Linked DNA regions of Sus scrofa: regions 1 and 2 are each linked to region 3. A link is a contact called in public HiChIP or PLAC-seq data. All regions are on one chromosome and are shown on one strand. The core of a region is the stretch at or near the end of the contact, and the rest is flanking DNA. Distances in the headings are between cores, read along the strand shown. Region 1 holds the start of TCEA1 (transcription elongation factor A1). Region 2 holds the start of PCMTD1 (protein-L-isoaspartate O-methyltransferase domain-containing protein 1). Region 3 holds the start of RB1CC1 (RB1-inducible coiled-coil protein 1).

Region 1 (3,969 bases), core at 519-3,018, 480 kb after region 3:
TGGCAGTTGCAGCTCTGATGTGACCCCTAGCCTGGGAACTTCCAAATATGCCTTGGAAGCAGCCCTTAAAAAAAAAAAAAAAAAGGGATGAAATAAACAATTGGCGCAGATAATGTCTGAAACAGAAAACAAACAGGAAATACTTTAATAGTTCAAAATTGCAAATACAGATTAACAGGGTATGAAATTACATGCTGGACAATGCACCTGTTAAAGGAAAAGAGGAACAGGCTATGCTTGAAGTCTTAAGAATTCAGTGTTGTTTTTCATTTTTTTGTTTTTTTTAAAGAATTCAGTGCTTAACACTACTTCCTGCTCTGGCGTGCTGTCCAGCAGCAAACCTGGGTCCTGGTTTAATCCACGTTGCACACACTCAATTTAAATACACCAACTACTGGCTCTCTGACTCAGTTTTTTATTCTGTAAAATACACGGAGCACAGCTGTGTCTTGAGTCTCAAAAGAATCTTGCACAGATGCTTTGTATCTCTAAAGCGGTGTACAAATCAGTGCATCCCCTTTGACCTTCGCTTTGGTCTGACACAGAATTTTACAAGTTTAGCTGAAAACAGATGACTATGAAGTAAGGGACTAAAAGTAGCACACAGGTGGACGGAAATGCAGAAACTGCCACACTTCATACAAACCACAAGAGAACATGAACACGTTATCAATAACAGATAACTCCGCTGGTATTAACCGTAAACCACCTAGTACCAGCAACGGACATTTGCCAATTCCAGCCGGCAGCACACCGTAGTCAGTGAACGTGCCTTAAATGAGCTCTTCCGCACGGTATGCCCAACAAGATCCACTTTTTTTAAATGTTTAGCAACTTGTCAAGTACACTGGCATATGTTTTTAATTGCTAAACAAACGCGTAGGGTGGGTGAGATAATCAAGGGGCAGTTTAGCCTTCTTCAGAAATAGGATCCAAGAATTTCACATAGAAGTTTTATCAGCTTGATGTCTAAAAGAGACCTCAGACCTCTATGTTGATGCTCTTTCTCGCTATTAGCTTGCAAACAGTGGGGACTTTCTGTGCTCTTAAGCTAAATCAGCGAGGCTTTACCACCACCGAGTTTAAAATAAGGGAGGACGCCTGGATTAAGTTTGCTACGCTGCACAAACACCAGGGAACTAGGGCAACCAGAAGGAGTCCCCACGCCTGCTGCCGCGGGACAGGACCCCCCCTCCCGCGACCCCGTCCCAAGGACGCGGGTCAGGACCGCTCTCCCAAGACCCCCTCCCCAAGACGCCCCCATAACCTCCCCCTGGGGGCCCCTTTTCAGGGAGAGGAAACAGGACGCCCTCCCCCCAGGATCCCTCCCACGACTCCTTCCCAAGACGCGGGACAGGACGCCCCCTAAAAGACTCCCGCCCGGGACCCCTCCCCAGGACGCGGGGCCAGACGCCCCCCGGATTCCCTCCCCAGAGCGCGGGCCTTGCCCCGTCGCGCGGGTAGGGCGGCGGGCGGGTAGACAGGCGGCAAGGGCCAAGAGCCCCCTCAGGCCGACGGGCCCCCGCGTCCGGCTCCCGCCCGCCGCCCGGCCTCCCTCCGGCCCACGCCGCCCGCCGCGCTCACCGCGTTCTTCTTCTGCACCATCTTGTCCATCTTCTTGGCAATTCGGACCACCTCGTCGTCCATGGCTCCGGCAGACCTTCCCCGCGCCAGTCGCGCGGGACGGGAAGTGCGCGAAGCTGACAGGGGCTGCGCGCGAGCCCGGGCGTCGGCGAGGCCGCTCGGCAGGCCAGGCCCAGGCGCTTCCTCACGGACCCAGGCCACCGCGGCGGCGGCGGCGGCTCGCTCCTCCCCCGCAGGCACCGCCAATCGAGCTCCGCGCGCGCCAAGCAGGCACCGCCAATCGAGAGCGGATGGGAGGGGAGCGCGAGCCACGGCGCAGCCAGCTGGCTGCGGTGAAAGTTGGGCGGGCGGCACCACTGAACTTTGCGCGCGCTCGCGCCGGCCCCGCCCCCGTCCCTGTCCCAGGTTCCCCGGTTCCCCGGCCCCGGTCCACTGTCCTTGGTTCCCGGCCCCAACTCCCAGCAGAGACCCATGCGGCGCGCAGCTCGGGCGGCTTTGGAGGACCGCGCGTGGGTCAGGAGGCCCCAGCTTTTTCCCACCTGGGCGCTGCCTGGAAGTCAGACCCCATCTCCTAAGAGGCCCCTTATCGTAGGGATCTGATGGTTGTAAGCATTTCCTTTTTAAAGTCAAGTCCTTTGTAAGCGCCTTAAGAACGGAGACCCAGGACTTCTCTGGGGGCGCGGCAAGTCGAGGACCCTGCGTGTCACCTCTGTGGCGCGAGTTCCATCCTTGGCACGGGAAATTCCGCGTGCGCAGATGCCGCCAAAAAAAAAAAAAAGAAGAAGAAAAAGAAAAAAGACACAATCTCGTTTTCCGACTCGGAACTTTGAACGGAATGCCTTGAATACAGCTGAATAGTGGTTGACAAAAACGTTCTCATCTAAGAAATTAAGGTGTCTCACCTGCTCTGAAGATCAGTGAGGAAGGTGGACACAAAAGCAAGGTAGAAAATGGAAATTATCAGTACTGAAGAGTGGGCTCCTTCAATAGGTCTTTGCCCAGTCAGCGCCCTTTGCTGCTTCGATGGAACTTCCGTATGCCCCCAGGTGCCACTGGGGGAAGAAAAGAAAATTCCCTAATAATTGTTTTTCTACACCAAGATGTAAGATTTTGTTCTAGCTCAGTTATTTGGGGGAAAGGGTAATTTAAGCCGTGTCTCTATTTCATTTGTTTTAAATTATCTTTTTATTGATTCCCAACATAAGTTATAGTGAGACCTATTATATGATTGCACATCTACTGGTTCTCAGGTATTTCTCAGATTTGGTTTGTCAATTTTTATAAACATTCTCTGGGCCCCCAATTGTGTAGTGGCAAATGTGAAGTTCTGTACAGGCCTGTTAGCCTGAAATTAATTTTATTTATTGCTCAAATACTTATATCCCAGTTTCTTGTCTGCTTGAGGAATCAATTAGTGAGTATGTACATAGCTCCACTTGTGATTGTAGATGTGTGTGCATTTACGTTAATAATTGTCATTTTTATTATCAGTTTAATATTCTTTCATTGTGGTAAAATGCATATAACATTGTCAAATGACAAAACGAAAACAATTTGAGGAGTTCCTTTGTGGTACAGGGGGTTAAGGACATGGCATCATTGCTGTGGTTCCGGTCATGGGTTCAGTCCCTGGCCTAGGAATTTCCACATGCCTCAGAGCATGGCTAAAAAGAAAAAGAGGAGTTCCTATTGTGGTGCAGCAGAAATGAATCTGACTAGGAACCATGAGGTTGCGCGTTGATCCCGGCCTTGCTCAGTGGGTTAAGGATCCAGTGTTGCCATGAGCGATGGTGTAGGTCGAAGATGTGGCTCACATCTGGGGTTGCTGTGGCTGCGGTGTAGGCTGGCAGCTGTGGTTCTGATTCGACCCCTAGCCTGGAAACCTCCATGCACCCTCAGCCCTAAAAAAAAAGAAAAGAAAACAATTTGAATGATGTCTTTGATGTCCTTTATCCACAGAAAAACAATTCATGAATTGGGAAGTATAGCATCTCACAAGCAGTGGGCACTATTCTGAACAGAATGAGGGCAAGAGTTATATACGCTGTCACATGAGACAACCTGGAAACAGGGCAAGATTGGCTAGGAGCTGGGCTTTTCTCACAGGGCTGAAAAGTCCCATTTTCTAGGGTGAGTGAGCTCAGTAAAGCTGGGATTGTGGCTGGTAGTAGGATTCCCTGACAGGTATCTCCCATAAGTGCAGACTGACTTGGTTTAGATCTGTGATGTGGACAGAGCCACTACGGCTCCATTTGTTGGTTCTTCATATAGGAATTAACTTTCTCAACATAAAACTTAACCATTTTACCAAGTTTCAAATGTACAATTTAGTAGCATTTAGTACACTCACAATGTTACTCAACTATTACCACTATCTAGTTTCAA
Region 2 (3,921 bases), core at 1,232-3,731, 510 kb before region 3:
ACCCATGTCACCTATGTTGTGAGGAACACCTAAGAAAAAGCATTGTTACCAGTGGCGACAACTAAAATGCCATGGATGTTTTTGACTTCTCAACACAGTTCCCCAAATAATAAAATGCCACACAACTGGGCCTGAGATTTCAGGTTCTGCATTGTTTGTGATTACCTCACTCAGCTGTCTTCCCTGGAAGCTAGCACCAACATGAACACACAGCACATTTTTAATAAATACAGGTCAATGATTAAATCAGCAAGGCCTCCAGCTCTTCTGCACTCAAAAATATCAAATGTAACAGAGATTTCCTAGCTTTGTCCTATTGGATAATAAGCAGTTAGCATCATCTTACCACTTAATGGTTCATTTCCTATGGTTTACTATCAAAACACTTTTTACCTGTCTGAAATACAAATTCTGTGGGCTACTGTTTTCAACTTTAACTCTTCTTCATGCACAGGCCATCTCACATTTGAGGGACTTGATTTGTTTTCAGCTGACCATATGGAATTTAAGTTTACTCTGAAAAATGCACTTAAAAAAACAAATAATAAACTATTTTAGCAATCTGCTTTACAAAGTCATCCAAGCCTCATGTAAGCTACCATGAAGCTCTGTGTAAACATATTACTCAACTTCCTAATATGTAAGTATCGCCAACTGGCCTTAGACATTCTGAACATTTTACCAACGTTATGTTTCCGTGTTAGTTTGTAGACCCTATTAAAAGCTATTTAAGGGAGTTCCCACTGTGGCTCATGGTAAGGAACCATCCATGAGGACACGGGTTTGACCCCTGGCTTCGTTCAGTGTGTTAAGAATCTGGAGTCACTGTGAGCTGTGGTGTAGGTCCCAGAAGCAGCGTGGATGTGGCAGTGGAGGTTGGGGCAGCTGAGGCTCTGATTCTACCCCTAGCCTGGAACTTCCATATGCCATGGGTGTGGCTCTAAAAAGACAAATAAATAAATAAATGCTATTTAAAAGTCAAAAGATCATAGAAATATTGAAGACGATGTTCAGCAATAAAATATAGCTCTGCGGTTTTTAAAAAGAATGAGACGTAATAAAACGGACAAATATCCGTGAGTATTGTTGGCCAATAAAAACTATATGCTATACATGATCCCAATTTTGCTTTTAAAATATACTTATAACATGCACAGAAATATCCTTCATGGCCTAACACCACACTTTAATACTGGTTAGCCAGGGTAGTAAGATGGGATGAAATGGGGCGGGGAGAGAGGGGGAGCAAACTGCATTGCTGGGCTGCTGCTTAGTTTTTTCTTAAAGAGCCATGTAATACTTTGTGCAAAAATAAAAAATAAACTGGGAGAAAAAAAAAACTGTTGGTAAAACCGTACTTTCTCCTCTATACCCCAATTTTTCTAGTATGTAATTTCAAAAATATACTCAGGACCTCTCAATTTTAAAAAGAGGACAGGCGAAAACACAGCACTGGACGGAGGCGGGGAAGCCTCATATTAGCAAAATCACCCCTGGGTCCTGTCTACGCCGGCGTTTGAAGCCCCAAGAAGGCCCGCCCGCCCTTAAACAGCAGGAAACGCTCCGACAGAAACACCGAAAGTGAGCAAACGCCAGCGCCGCGCCAGCCCCTGAAACCCCGCCAGGCGCCGCGCCGAGGCTCCCGGGCCGACGTGGGCCGGGCTCCTCCTCCAGCCGCAAACAACAACAAAGTCACAGGGCGAGGGCAGGCCAGAGCCCCAGCGCCGCCCCTCTACCCCCAGCAGCCCAGGACCCGACTTCCTCCAGACCCCCGGTTCTCCTGACCTCCCAGCCCCCTCTACGCCCCTGGACCGCCGGCCCAGACCCCCAGCCCCTCGACCCCTTAGACGCCCTCGCCCCCAGACTCCCTCGACTCCGGCCCCCCAGCCGCCAGGCCCAAACCCCCCGTCCCCTCGACCCCTTGGAGCCCGCCCCCCGGCTCCCAGACTCCCCCCGACCCCCTCGACACCCCCCCCCCAGCCGCCAGGCCCAGACGCCCCCAGTCCCCTCGACCTCTGGCCCCCTCAACCCCCCTCAGACACCGGGCCCGGATCCCTCCGACACCTTGGACCCCCCAGACCCCCGCCCCCTCAGCCGCCCAGCCCGACCTCTGGGCCCCCCAGCCCCGCGACCCCCGCGACCCTCTCCGGCCCCTGGGACCCCGACCTCTCGGCCCGGCCCCTGCCCCAACCCGCGGGCGGCGGCGTTACCTGCGGCGAGGCGGTCTGCCGGCCCTCCGCGGCGGGCGCAGGTGAGGCGCTGGGACTTGGCGGGCTCCGCCGCAGCCGGCGCCGCCGCCGCCACAACAACACGTCCTCCTCCTCCGCCGCCGCCGCCGCCACCGCCGCCACCGCAGGGGGGAGGGGCGGGGCCCGGACGCGGGCTGAGGAAGCCCGAGCGCCGCGGCCTCGGAGCCGTCGGAGACCGGGCATGCGCGGACGGCGGCGGGTGCGTGGGTCGCGCGCGAGGACGCCGAAGTCAACAAGGCCAGGGGCCGCCCCATCCGGCTCCGCCCCTTGGGGCGCCCCGCCCCCAGGCCCAAACAACGCGAGGTCTTGACGCGGCCCGGGGTCCTGAGGCCGCGAGAGACTCCGCGAGAGCAGGCTCTCCGCTCCCGCAGCCGCGGGTGTGGATGATCGAATAGCCTTCCTGGTTTGTTGTGTTCGCGTTCGCCACGGAGCCGAGGCCTGTCCCCGGCCTTGAGCGGCTCTGCCGGCGTGTGGGCGCCTGTCTGTCGGTCAGCGCGGGCCACTCATTCCTCGACCGGCGGCGGGCCCGGGAGCCGAGCCCGGGGTTGCCGCGCCGGGTGCACGTCCAAGCGTTGGGCCTGTGGTTTCTTGGGCTGCGGTTTGCAGACGAGCTCAAGTGAGGCGGCCTAGCTGGCGAGCTGCCTCCGGTGAACGCGTTGGCTAGAAAGCCCGGGGCGCTGTTTCCCACCAAGCTGACTGTGTGCAGAAGTGGTTAAATCACATGCTCTTCACGAAGAACCTGCAAGCAGGGTCAGGGCTGACATCGCCAGGGAAGAGCTTGCAAACCAGAGCAAAACTGCTAAGGTTGTCTGCGGTCCAGGTCAGCGATTTTATTTGCACCAAATGGAATATGAATGCAAATCAGGTGGACGTTCAACTCTGAGCTGCAGAATTTCTCCATGGGCCATCGCCCTTGGTCCTTGGGTTCCTTGCCCCCCCCCCCCCCAGCGTGGTCTCAGGGCACCCTAACCGGTGGAGTCAAGTAACAGTCATAAAGGGTTCGCTTGCTGCCATCCCAGGCAGAGATTTGAGCACATGAAAACCTTACCATAAGCTAAATAAGAAAAAATGGCCAGGGTAGAAAAGTAGCTAAAATCATTAAACAACTGCTGCACTCTTGATCCTCTTTCTTCCTCTTCATTTCTTGTATTTTCTTTACTCTCTCCATCCTGCTATAGGAATTTTTCAGAGTTTGAGACCTTTTTTCTCACAACTGCATGAAAGTTGACCACAGGTCATTTTTTAGTAAGACTGCTAGTAAGTACTAGGTTAATAAACAGGACCAAGTGCTGTGGGCGAGTAGTTCAACAGGAAAGCAGCCGCAACCCAGCATCTTCCTGGGGTTTTCCTCCTTCAGCCCTTTTCTCATTGTTCCTCCATTTAGCACCTTTCATGGATAATTTTAAATTATTCCATCATCTGGAATTACTTAGAGATTTATTTAGACTGATTAATTTAGATGCCTACAAGATAGTTTATACCTAGAGTTCTTGGTGCATTGTTGCAGCAAGTCTGGTCCTGGCAACAGGAAAGTAATACTTGCTCTGATAACTTTATTATTCATACCAACTTGCTGCGATTTTAATATTAAGCAAAAAAATAGCCAGAGTGAATACTTTGTGACTACAGAATGCTTTGCAGAGAGGAACGTTGTAATTTCCACACATAAAGC
Region 3 (3,791 bases), core at 451-2,950:
GTGAAACCGCACACACGCCCATCCCGCTCCCACCGCGGGCCGGGCCGGGGCTGAGTCATCCCCGGGAGCAACTTCGCCCGGAGCTCCAGCCCATGGCAATCCCCGCACCGCCCGCTCCACGTCAGGACCCCCAGGCCGGGCCCGGCGCCGGCGCGTACTCGGCCCCGACAGCCTCCACCCGAGGGTTTGAGGGGCGTCGGGGGCCGCAGGGCCCGCCTCCGCCGCCCGCACCGGGACTCACCGGGCAGCACCTCCTCCTCCGCCGGCCTCAGCAGCAGGGCCCGCGGCCCCCGGCAACATCTTCCGCCGCCGCCTCGTTCTCGGCGGCGGCTACCAACCGCCCATCGGCGCCGCCAACCGACACAACCGCCGGTGCCGGGGCTGCCGCGGCCGCCACCTCCGGGCGGCGAGGACGCTGGCGGGGCCCCCCGGCTCTGCGTCGGGGGCCGGGGAGGGCGGACCGCGGCCGGTCAGAGCCGAGGGGCCAGGCGACAGGGACGCCCGAGGCAGCACCGGGCTCGGCAGGGCCGCGGACTCGGTCGCCGCGGTTTGTTATTGTCGACTCCGGCCCTTCCTCCGCGGAGCACGCCGGGAAGCGCGCGGGGGAGGGGCGCCCGCCGCCGCTCTGCGCAGATCCGGAAGTCTGCGTCCGCCGGAAGTCGGCGAGCTGCCGGGAAGGGCGGGCGCCGCTCCGCCTCTCGCCTTTGCCTGGGCGTACCGTCTGTTCGTCCTCCTGTGACCCCGGGGACTCCGCTGGGCGGCCCGTGGCTGTGTTGGCCGCTGTCCGGATGCGACTACCCCAAGGTGAGCTTGACCTTCGCTTCTGCGACGAGCGCGCCTGAGCCCGGCCCTTCGGCCTGTCCCGGAGGGCCGGGGCGGGGGGCGTCCGAAGGTCGGGGGCCTCTTTTTGTCCCCCTGGGCTTCTGCCACCGGGCCAGGGACTGAGGGGACGGGGCGCGGGGAGCGCTGTGTCCCGGCGGGGCTGGCCTCCGCCCCAACCCCGGATCTGCAGGCGAGAGGGGAGAGCTTCGGCTCGGTAGATTGGGAGCACGTCAGAAGCGCCGCGACCATCCTTTTTTTTTTCCCCCCGCTGGCTGCGGAGTTCCCTCGTCAGCACGCGCCCTATAAGGCCGGGGAAGCAGCTTCAGGGGGTCCTGATTCTTTGAAGATGATGAGTCACAGGTTGGCTTGAAGCCACAGGACTTAAGTATCACAATCTGATGAAGTTAAAGTAGAGAAATATCTGAACTTTTAAGATTCCTGTTATATCCAGGAATATTTGGGAAGAGTAACAGCTCGGAAGTGCTACCGCTGAGTCATTAGAGAGCTTTTGAGTTGTGTTTGCATAAAGATGAGTATTATCACCCTTTTCAAGGGCACCCAAGCAGAACAAACACTACCAGGAAGCGAGGCCTGCAATCCTTCACTTGTCAGGGTGGGAACTGAAAAAAACATTGAACTACTGGTAAGTTTCCATTGCACTGACCCGTATCTGAAAGTTGTGGTTGAGAAGGACTTGCAGGTGTTACCACTTTGTTTTTAATTTTATGCTCTTACCGAGCCCAGAGAAGACTTGTCTTTGGCAAATCATTTTATCTTTGTTTGTTTTTAAGGTGGAGTTTTATTCCAGCACCCCAACAAGATACAGCAGGGAAGTGGAAATTAAGAGACAAAATTGTTCTTATACCTTGGGAAAGGTGAGAACTGGAAAGAAGGAAGAAAGGAGCTGACTGAACTAAGCACAGCATAGTAATTAGCTCAAAGAAAGTAAGTCATGAGATGGGATTCAGCCAGAAAATTAATAAGCAAAGCACGATATTAGGCCTCTAAAAAATATATGGGTCCTTGACCTACCTCTTAGTTGTCAGTGACATTTGTCATAGCAAGTACAATATATGTCAGAATGTAAAATCATGTATATGCCAGTAACACTCTATTAAATAAAATTTTGGGCCACCCCGTGGCATATGGAGCTCCCCAGCCAGGGATCAGATCAGAGCCACAGTCTCAACCTAAGCCACAGCTGCAGCAATGCCGGATCCCTAACCCACTGTGCTGGGCCAGGGATTAAACCAAGACACTGCCAATCCCATTGTACCACAGCCGGAGCTCCTAAATAAAATATTTTAAATGTTGTTTGTGTCACTTCTTTATTTGGGGGGGATTAATTCACTCTTAATCTTCTCTCTTAGTTATAAGCTGAAAGAAATGACCAGAAGTGATTGGCTCTTACTGTTGCTGAAATAGAAACAAGGAGACAGTTTTGGGTGAAGGAGAAAAAAAAAAAATAGCTTTTATTGCTTTATCAGGCAAAGGGGGGGCAGGGTCGACTAATAAAGACTATGCTCTTCTTTGGGAGAGAACAGGAGGTGGTTTTATAGTTTGGGAGTAGAAAATAGGATAAGGATCAGGGTAGGTGCAAACTTGCATTCCTCAAAGCTGGTTTTTGGTGGCCCTGGGACTGGTTCTGGTGGTCCTTCTCTTTAAAGAATGAAGAATTCTTCACCAGATAGTTAGCATCTTTTCATTTGTTGGGGGTTTGAGTTAGGCTGAACAGCTCAAAGAAGTGTATCAGCCCAGGCCCTGCCCCAAGGCTGCACCATTATTTGCTGCTTGTGCCTCCCTAATCTCTGCATCCCCTCCCTTCCCTGATTAGCAGCTATTTAAACCTGCCCTTTGCAACTCCAGGAGGGTCCTGAAGCTTATCCTCTGAGGGACACAAAGGAACCCCACAGGGTCCTACCCAGTTTCAATATCTTAAAGGTTTACACCTTCTCTGGAGTGTAAATGTTGGGAGTTTATGTGCCTTATGTTTTTGCTTACTGATAGTGAGAATGTATCAAGATGAGTTTTATTATATATGTGCAAGTATCTGGAGAGAACACAGGTTCTTCATACTGTCTATGTCCACAGTACATCTCCACAAGTCATGTTGTCCTTCAGACCAAGGATGTTGAATGCTGTCTGTATTCTCTCCCCTTCCCTTTGTAATGTCTCCTTCTTGGCTCTTAAGTCTGTCCTTTTATTTGTTCCTTTTCCAGACTGCCAAGTTATTATAATACAGACATCAGTGATGCAGATATGAGGTGCTTTGGGAACAGAAAAAGATTTAATATTGTCATCACATTTTTTAAAAAGTTAATAAGCATTTTAGGTCCTTTATAGATTTCCCATGAGGCAAAAGAAAGTAGTTGTTAGGAGGAGTGTGTAGGGTCTGCTGCTAAATGCTCTAAATACTTCAAATCAGTTCTACCCTTTGAAAACCTGTTTTTTGGAGTTGTGTTGTGGCTCAGTGATAATGAACCTGACTGGTATCCATGGGGAAGTGGGTTCCATCCCTGGCCTTGCTCCATGGGCCGTGAACTGTGGTGTAGGCCAGCAGCTACAGCTTCGATTCAACCCCTAGCCTGGGAACTTCCATGTGTTGCAGGTGCGGCCCTAAAAACACTACCCCCCCCCCAAAAAAAGCCCTGTTTTTCTTTCAGGTCTCAATTTCAGTGTCACTTTGTCCTTCCCTGACGTACCTGTAGTTCCCCTCAATCCGTCTATCATTTAGTGTCTGTCTAACCTTCTAGAAGGTAAGCCCTTTAGGAGAACTGTTTTCCCGGTACCTGGGGGACAGCGGTGAACATGCAGACATTGGGTGACAGTGCCCTGCACTTTATTTATACCTCAACTCTCCCAGCTCCTTTTCAGTATTTACTCCAAGACCAGTCTGAACCTGCAGCCTTCACTGGTTTGGTTTTGTAACATGTTAGATACATTTAAACTTCCTAGCCTAGGGATCTCTT

The links. HiChIP or PLAC-seq counts read pairs in DNA pulled down with a chosen protein or histone mark.
Region 1: a contact with region 3 is called in an H3K27ac HiChIP or PLAC-seq map of alveolar macrophages. The contact joins the promoter of TCEA1 here to the promoter of RB1CC1 in region 3. A contact is called at or near these places in 2 of 5 promoter capture datasets (fetal liver and liver), 1 of 47 Hi-C or Micro-C datasets (embryonic fibroblasts) and 2 of 2 datasets of contacts at active chromatin or transcription factors (alveolar macrophages and skeletal muscle).
Region 2: a contact with region 3 is called in an H3K27ac HiChIP or PLAC-seq map of alveolar macrophages. The contact joins the promoter of PCMTD1 here to the promoter of RB1CC1 in region 3. A contact is called at or near these places in 1 of 5 promoter capture datasets (liver) and 2 of 2 datasets of contacts at active chromatin or transcription factors (alveolar macrophages and skeletal muscle).

Annotation. Positions count from the first base shown.
Region 1 is chr4:77,107,419-77,111,387 of Sscrofa11.1, reverse strand. It overlaps TCEA1 (transcription elongation factor A1), which reads right to left and starts at 1,768. Exons shown (of 10, transcript NM_001243680.1): 1 at 1,585-1,768. The coding sequence starts at 1,647.
Region 2 is chr4:78,097,581-78,101,501 of Sscrofa11.1, reverse strand. It overlaps PCMTD1 (protein-L-isoaspartate O-methyltransferase domain-containing protein 1), which reads right to left and starts at 2,481. Exons shown (of 6, transcript XM_021089409.1): 1 at 2,211-2,481.
Region 3 is chr4:77,591,113-77,594,903 of Sscrofa11.1, reverse strand. It overlaps RB1CC1 (RB1-inducible coiled-coil protein 1), which reads right to left and starts at 1,700. Exons shown (of 24, transcript XM_021089370.1): 1 at 242-1,700.